Regions from separate parts of the Mus musculus genome. Here region 2 is linked to region 1. Evidence: chromatin contacts called from public promoter capture Hi-C data. All regions are on one chromosome and are shown on one strand. Each heading gives the region's core, a stretch centred on a gene start, on an enhancer-like site or on the middle of the called end of the contact. The rest is flanking DNA. Distances are from core to core; before and after follow the strand shown.

Region 1 (3,585 bases), core at 947-3,446:
GAAGCCCCGTGTTATGATGAGTTGGTTTGTTTTGATTGGGCAGGTGAGCCAAAAGGGACTTTTGGTTGCTGGACATCATCATTTCAATAGTTGGACTTTGGTCGTCAGCCTCAAGAGGGGAAGTGGTCAAATAAGGCGACAGACCTCGATGGCTGGTGTCAGGAATGCAATCTACTGGTTTTAGCAAGGCAGAAGAAATGGGAGACAGGGGCAAAGCCTGCCAGAGCCCTGCTCACCTTGCCAGGGCTGGCCAAAGTCAACCAGTAGGGTGCTGGGGACAGAACCTGGGTCCTCTGGAAGAGCATCCAGTGCTCTGAAACACTGATCCATCTCTCTAGTCTGATTTAAAGATAACTTTGTCAGATTGATTACATGGGTACCGGACAGAAAACTATCATTAATTTATTAGCATAAAATGAGCCACGGAGCCAAGGCCAGGAAAGGAAGACACCAATGTGTCTTGGAGGTAGAGCACAGGAGGTAATTGCTTTTTGTTTCCGTTTTTTTCTGTTTTGGTTTTTTTAGACAGGCTTTCATTGCTGTAGCCCAGGTTAGCCCGAGGTTATCATTATGTAGCCCAGGCTGGTCTGGAACGCTTGCTCTGCCTCCTGAATGCTGGGATTCCACAACTCCTGGTTCAGAGAAGTTTAAACAAGTAAGACTGGCATAGAGGAAGGGGATGGTCAGAGTCCATGAGTGGGCAGACAGGGATACAAGCCAGTGAGGTGCTGCAGCAGGGAGGTGATTGTCTTGATGGTTCATTTTCACGCTGAGACGTTCCGCAACTCTGTCCAGACTTTCCTGCTGCTGCCTGCAAGCTTCATCTCCTTTACAGATGAAGATGAAATTGTCTTCTTGATTAAGTTTTCCGAATCCATTTGCAGACAGCATCTGAAATGTTGGTGGAGGTTTAAAGCCTTTTAATCCAGGATTAGAGGGGGAGACTTAAAATATAAAATGCAAATGCCGACTGGGATTTAACATTACCGTTTATTCCCACCCAGTGCAATCAGATAATTACTCAGGAGGTGTCATCACATCCTTTCTGGTTTTAATTCATAGAGATCAGGGTAGGGGAGTCTAATATCCTCTGTTTATGAACCAGCTTGTGTATTCTCAAATGAAGCTAAGAAAAATCTCTAGATTTAGAAAACCACATGCTTCGTTTCTTTTTAGTTTATCTTCACTTTATAGATATGTAAAATAATTAGGTGAAATTGTTGTTATGGATGTATCCCTCTAAGGACAGGTCCTTGTCCTGGCTGCCCCGCTCCCTCGTTTTTTCCCCATTTGCTATGAATATTTAACTTTAAGATTTATTATTATTATTATTATTATTATTATTATTATTATTATTATTATTTTTGCCTGAACCCGCTATGCCAACAGAAATTCCTCTCTAGGTCCAGAGTTGTAGCAATTTATTCTCACTGTACCGAAATACGTGACCAAAACCACTTGAGGAAGAAGGATGGATTTGAGCTCTCTGTTTCAGGGGACTTCGGATCCTCATTTTCGAGGAGCCCTGCAGAAGTGGCCCTAAGGCAACGGTTCCCACCCGTGGGTGATGTTTGAGCAGGTTCTGGGACCTTTGGGGTCTAGCTGGCACAAGCAAACCAGTGCAAGTGAGCAGGTGATGACACCTGTCTCCTTCAGGCCCAGCTGGAGTCTCTGTGGTTTGCCTAGGCTGGATCCAATTTGTATCTTTATATCTCAGCCACAGGAACAGCTGACCTTATCTTCCTGCACCAAGCCACCTGGTCTATGGCTACATTTCGAATATGCTTTGAAGATTCTGGAAGCTTCAGAATGCCCTGGAAAAAAAGAGTTCAGGGAACTATCCTAATATATGCCCTTGCTCTTTTTCCCTACATTTCCAGCAACTTTACTGAGAGTTTGCCTTATCTCACCAGTTTATACTAGCAATTGTGTTTAACACTCGGTATTTAGTTCAATTACTTCCTTGCTTTGCAGACACAAGCTGTTTTGTATACATTTTGCAGAGCATGAGATAAAACTGATAGGAATAGCTATAAAATCTGGGATATTCCCCACGCAGGGGATGAATACTGGGAGGGATGGAAGGGAAACGCAGGCGCGCTCTTCAAAGAGGCAACAGAGAACTACATTTCCCAGAGTGCGGCGCGCAGCACGCTCGTGCCTCACCACCCCGCCCCGCCCCGCCCCGCCCCCGCGGCTCTCAAGAGCGCTCGGCCGAGCCGGGCACGAGCGAGCGGTCGGGCCGGTGAGCGCGTCCCCGGGGTGTCCAAGCGGGGCTGGCGCGGCGCCGGCGCGGAGCGGGTGTGGCGGCTCGGCCTGCGCGGCGGCCGCGGACAGAGGTAACCGCTGCGTTATCCCGCGCGCGGGTCTCAGCCTGGAGCGGTCACCCGCGCTCGCGTCGGTGAGGAGCTGCCGGGCGGCGCCGGCGCCTTCCCTCGGGGAACCGAAGGGATCCGGGCGGGCCTCGCGGGCCGCGCTGTCCTGAGCGGCGGCGCAGGTGCTCGGGGTCCGGGTTGGGCGACTTCAGGGGTGTCCCCCTCCCGGGGTTCGCGGGGCTCCTGCAAAATCCGTACCCGGCCGGGTGGCGCTGCTCCAGGCTGAGCTCGTGGCTTGCTCCAGGGAGGGTCCCCGATTTGTGGACACAGTTTGGGGTTCCCAACCGTCTCCCGGGCTTGCACGGCCCTGATGTTACGGTTTGGGGAGCTTGTTACCTTCCTTTTCCTGCAGGCAGTATTTATTATCATGCATTTCGTGGAAATCCTCGCAGTTTTGAATATTCTTGCCAACCTGCTTTAATTGCCTACCTTTATATTTTGCTTCTTACCTTAAGGTATTAGCGTAGGCAGATACTTTGGGCAATAGGTCTTACTTAGAACCTGGGTTGCCACAGTAATTAACCTGCCAGGTACACGTGGGTTTTTTTTCTTTTTTTCTTTTTTCTATTTAATGCTGTTCTCTCTCTCTCCCCGCCCCCCCCCCCCTCGTTAATTGTTTTCAGTCTTGTTTCCCCATCTTCCGTGAGCCCTGGCCGTGCTAAGGGGCGGGTGGGGTACGTTTAGTTGAGCAGAGACCCTCTGCTAGTGCTACCAGAGCTTGTGAACTGCGTGCAGGTAGCTTTATCATTAGCCTTTGCTTCTCTGCCTGCTTTCTCCTGGCACCTATTTTTTGGTTTGTCAGTCAAACCAACTGACCTACTTAAAACTTTAGTCATGTTGCCTTGAAAATACCAAATAGTTGGAACACAAGTATAAAAAGAAGTCACAAGATGCTGTATTCAGCTGTATGCGCTTGGATTTATATTCATTCTTATATTTTTCTACCCCTCCTCTCCTATTCTACCCCTCCCCCTCCACTCTACCTCCCACCCCCCAACCTTGAGCATGCCGGGAGAACACACTACTTACCACTGAGTACATCTCCAGTCTGAATTTTTACGTTTAAAACTATTCTTTTAGCATTTGATAACTGTTAGTGCTATTAATTTGTAACGTTACACATTCCTTAATAAATTCCAAATCCTAATTTGAAGTCACAGCGAAAGCTAACCAGAGTGTATAATTTCCCCATTCCTACAGAAACCCAACC
Region 2 (3,912 bases), core at 1,186-3,685, 66 kb before region 1:
AACCATATACCCTCTTGACCCCTGAGCCATCTCTCCGGACCCCACAGCTTTTAATAGTATCTCACCAAACTCATCTTGTGAGGAGTAAATAAATGTAAGTGTGAAAAGTCCTTAAATCAGCTCACCATGTGCTTGGTAAATTCAGACCATTACTATTTGATCTCTATAACCTTGTACTACTTACAAATTTTCTTTTGTCTGCATGCATGTGTGTGTGTGTGTGTGTGTGTGTGTGTGTGTGCACATGTGTGTGCGCGCATGTGTGTGTGCGCATGTGTGTGTGTATGCTTTTTCAGTTAGTTCTTCTTTGCTTTGTTCATAACTGACTTTGCTGGGGAGCTTTGTGGGTCAAGATACAGACTCTCATTATGTAAACAGGCTTGTCTGGAACCTTCAATACTCTGGTCTCCACACCCTCAATGCTGGAATTACAGGCAAGTGCCACACACCCAGCTTCATACAGCTTTGGTTTGGTTGTCGGGGTAGTGGCTATCTCTATATATCTGAATACCTTCCGTAACTCATATAAATGAAGTCAGAACATGTGTGGTTCATCTGACTACTGTAGTGCCAGGAAGCGTTCATCAAGGCCAAAAGACCACCAAGGAGCCATTTCAAATGTAATAGCATTAGGGTCTCCTTATTAAAATCTCTGGCTTGGGCCCTCCTCAAACCCTCAGCAGGACAAGGTTTTATAGGAAATGGAAGTAAGTGAGAGGGTGTCTATCCTGGCAAGCAACTAACTGAATGTCTATTGTAGACCGACAGGTGGGTGCTCTGAAGCAAAACTGTATACAGTCACAAATGGTCTGAAAGTACATCTGAAACAATCTGACTGATATTTGATTAACTGTTGCTAGGAAGTATCTAGGAGTAACTCTGGCCAAGAACAAGCCGTGGAGTCCATCCTGGTACATGGGTCCAGCTTGGGTTCTGCTGCAGGTCAAGTTGTCAGGCTTTTGGTTTTTCCTTTAAGATGGAGGTTGGTCCTAAGATGGAGTAGGTTTGGCCTCTCACTGTCTTAGGTGCCTCATACAAACAGATTCAGAACGTGGGAGGTTTTGTGTCTGGCTTATTTCCTTTTGCATATTATAACTGAGGATCACCATGTTGTAGCATGTATCTGAATTTCTTTCTTTAAAGGAAGAATACTATCCCATCGTATGTATGTCTGATATTTTACCCATCCATTGATGGACAAGGGTGATCTCTCCTTTTCCACTATTAGAAGTTACTCTATCCAGAATGTGTCCCCTTAATTTCTTATGCTGGAATCTAGCTCCTATTAATATAGAATGTTGGAACTTTGGGAGGTGATTACGTCACGATGGCTGTCTATGGTTTTTATAAAGTTGACCACAGAGAAGTTCCTCCTCATTCTTTGGGGTGCAGTGGCCATGAAATGACAGCTGTCTGCAAACCAAGATGCCAGTTCCCACTTGACACACATACAGCTTAGGTTACACAGACACTAGGACTGTGTAATAAGCCACCTAGCCCACAGTATTTGTCACCACCGCCCAGGCTGAGACAGTGGCAGCACTTTTAAGTTGACGTGTATGATATCTGGTCTGGTGATTTTCCCAGTGTTATGGCGAGAACTGGCTGTTTCCTATAACCTACATTCTCCTCCACCTCAGGGGTTTCAGAGGAAGATCATAACTGTGAATGCATGCGTTCAACAGCTAAGCTTTGTTGACCCATATTTTAGCTTCCTCATTTTTACTTTATATGCATGTGTGTGTGTGTGCATGTGTGTCTGTGTGTATGTGAGTGTGTGCATTTGTGTATGTGTGTGCATGTGTGTGTCTGTGTGTGTACATGTATATGTGTCATGTATATGTGTCTATGCGTGTGTGTATGTGTGTGTATGTATCTATGCATGTATGTTTGTATGTGTGCATCTGTATGTAAGTGTGTCTGTGTCTGTGTGTGTACATGAGTGTGTGTCTATGTGTGTGTGTCTCCCTCTCTGTGTGTATGTGTGTGTAGAGTTGGCTATCTCCTTCCACTATGGATTTGGGGATCATATTCAGGTAAAAGGCTTGCATGGCAAGCACTTTGACTGCTAAGCCATGTCACTAATCCCTTAAAGTTTCTTTAATATAATGTTTCTATTTCTAATTCCCCCAACCCTGATTTAACATGAATGCACACATGTGCTTGCTTGTGTTCGTGCATGCACACACACACACACACACACATTCAAATGATAACAGACCATTAGCTGATGCAATACTTCCAGAATAGCTTTGAGAGGTGAAGTTTCATGTCGAAACATGGTGCATAACTGCTTTTCAGATAACCAGGTCCAAAGGGCACATCCCACTGGGTTCCCTGACCTATGCTGCGCTTGTGTTAGAGACTGGCATCATTTCAAAAACCAAAGGTGTATCTGATTCGTCAGGGGACACAGTCAAAGTCTGCCTCTTCTGCAGCAGCCCATAATACCTGACAGGGCTCTCTGTGGAGCTCTGAGCAGAGGTGTCTGTTGTGAGAACAGAGCCATGAACCTCATCCTGGAATTTCTCCTTCTGGTGGGCGTCATCATCTACTCCTACCTGGAGTCACTGGTAAAGTTCTTCATTCCCCGGAGAAGGAAATCTGTGACCGGGCAGACCGTTCTCATCACGGGGGCCGGACACGGAATAGGCAGGCTGACTGCATATGAATTTGCAAAGCAGAAAAGCAGACTGGTTCTATGGGATATCAATAAGGTAATAATAGGTGTTTCTAACAATCTTTTAAAGTCACAAAATAACAAGGCATATGTTTCTCTAGAGACGTAACTTAGTGCTGGCTTTTCTCTGTGTTTTCCTTTTTCAAAGTTTTAATAAACTCCTGGGTCCTTTCTGGATCCCTGCGACAGGTGAACAAGATGGAACCAACGAGCTGGAGAACTAAGCCTGGGGGGTTTCATTTTGTTTGACTGGTTGGTTGGTTGGTTGGTTGGTTCTACTGTGGTGTACAACTTGATAACAAGAGACGCAGGAGCCAGAGAGCTTCCCAGCTGCTGAAATTAGGCAAGCCACATAACTTACCTCAACTTCAAATTTAAAAAACAAAAAACAAACAAAAAACTCTACCATTGGGATAAAATCTCAGAGGGAGACAAAATCTACAGGTAATGATTGCCAGCAACCAAATTGGCCAATATGCAGTTTATTACAGCTAGGGGTGACTTTTATACTTTTAGATTTTCATTTATTCTGTTATTCATTTGTTCCTTTCTGTGATAGACTGAAGCTGGGTCTTAGTACCTACCACTGAGCCACAGTACCTTAGCACGTGCCAGGCAAGCACTCTATCACCGAGCAACCGCTCAGGTTTTTACACATTTGAGGGATTGATTCTCAAAACAAACAAACAAAACCACATGAAGAACTAACAGCAGAAACCCATGGTACTTCCACTCACACTCCAGCAATCCTAAAATACTTACATCTGACCTTTTGCAGAAGAAGAAAAAATACTTGCCGGGTCCTGAGCAAGAAGGGTAAAGAATAATACTTAAGTGCTTAGCATGGCCTGGTGCACGCAGCATCACATATGGAAATGTCTACACCAGTGCCTGGCTTTCACTAGTACATTTAAGAGGTTGTTGATCTCTGTTTATTTATAAATGCTCTTAACTACCTTAAGTCTGAAAGTGTTGACGTCCTGTGTCACTTTCTCCTAAACATGCACATTCCCAAAAGGTCGTGAAAAAGATGTGCCACAACAAACTGTCTCTGGGATTGTAATCTTTGAAGAACTGGACTGGGGATGTAGCCCAGCGGTACAACAATTATCTAGAATATACAAACTAGATATTAGATCCAGTTGTGGCTGGGTGTGAGCCTCAGCACTACAAGGAAACCACAAACCGCTGCTGTCATGTACCGGATACAGTGGCTCAGACTAGAGAGACTG

Evidence for each region. Promoter capture Hi-C pulls out the DNA fragments that hold promoters and counts their contacts.
Region 2: a promoter capture Hi-C map of 3T3-L1-derived adipocytes shows a contact between it and region 1, with 2.5 times the contacts expected there. The contact joins the promoter of Hsd17b13 here to the promoter of Klhl8 in region 1. A contact is called at or near these places in 6 of 39 promoter capture datasets (the 3T3-L1 cell line, 3T3-L1-derived adipocytes, the HPC-7 cell line and 3 more), 2 of 484 Hi-C or Micro-C datasets (Sertoli cells and liver), 2 of 115 datasets of contacts at active chromatin or transcription factors (both in embryonic stem cells) and 3 of 9 other capture datasets (adipose tissue, liver and pancreatic islet).

The regions. Positions count from the first base shown.
Region 1 is chr5:103,909,870-103,913,454 of GRCm38.p6, reverse strand. Klhl8 (kelch-like 8) reads left to right here and starts at 2,196. Exons shown (of 10, transcript NM_178741.4): 1 at 2,196-2,339.
Region 2 is chr5:103,975,911-103,979,822 of GRCm38.p6, reverse strand. Hsd17b13 (hydroxysteroid (17-beta) dehydrogenase 13) reads left to right here and starts at 2,435. Exons shown (of 7, transcript NM_001163486.1): 1 at 2,435-2,717. The coding sequence starts at 2,508.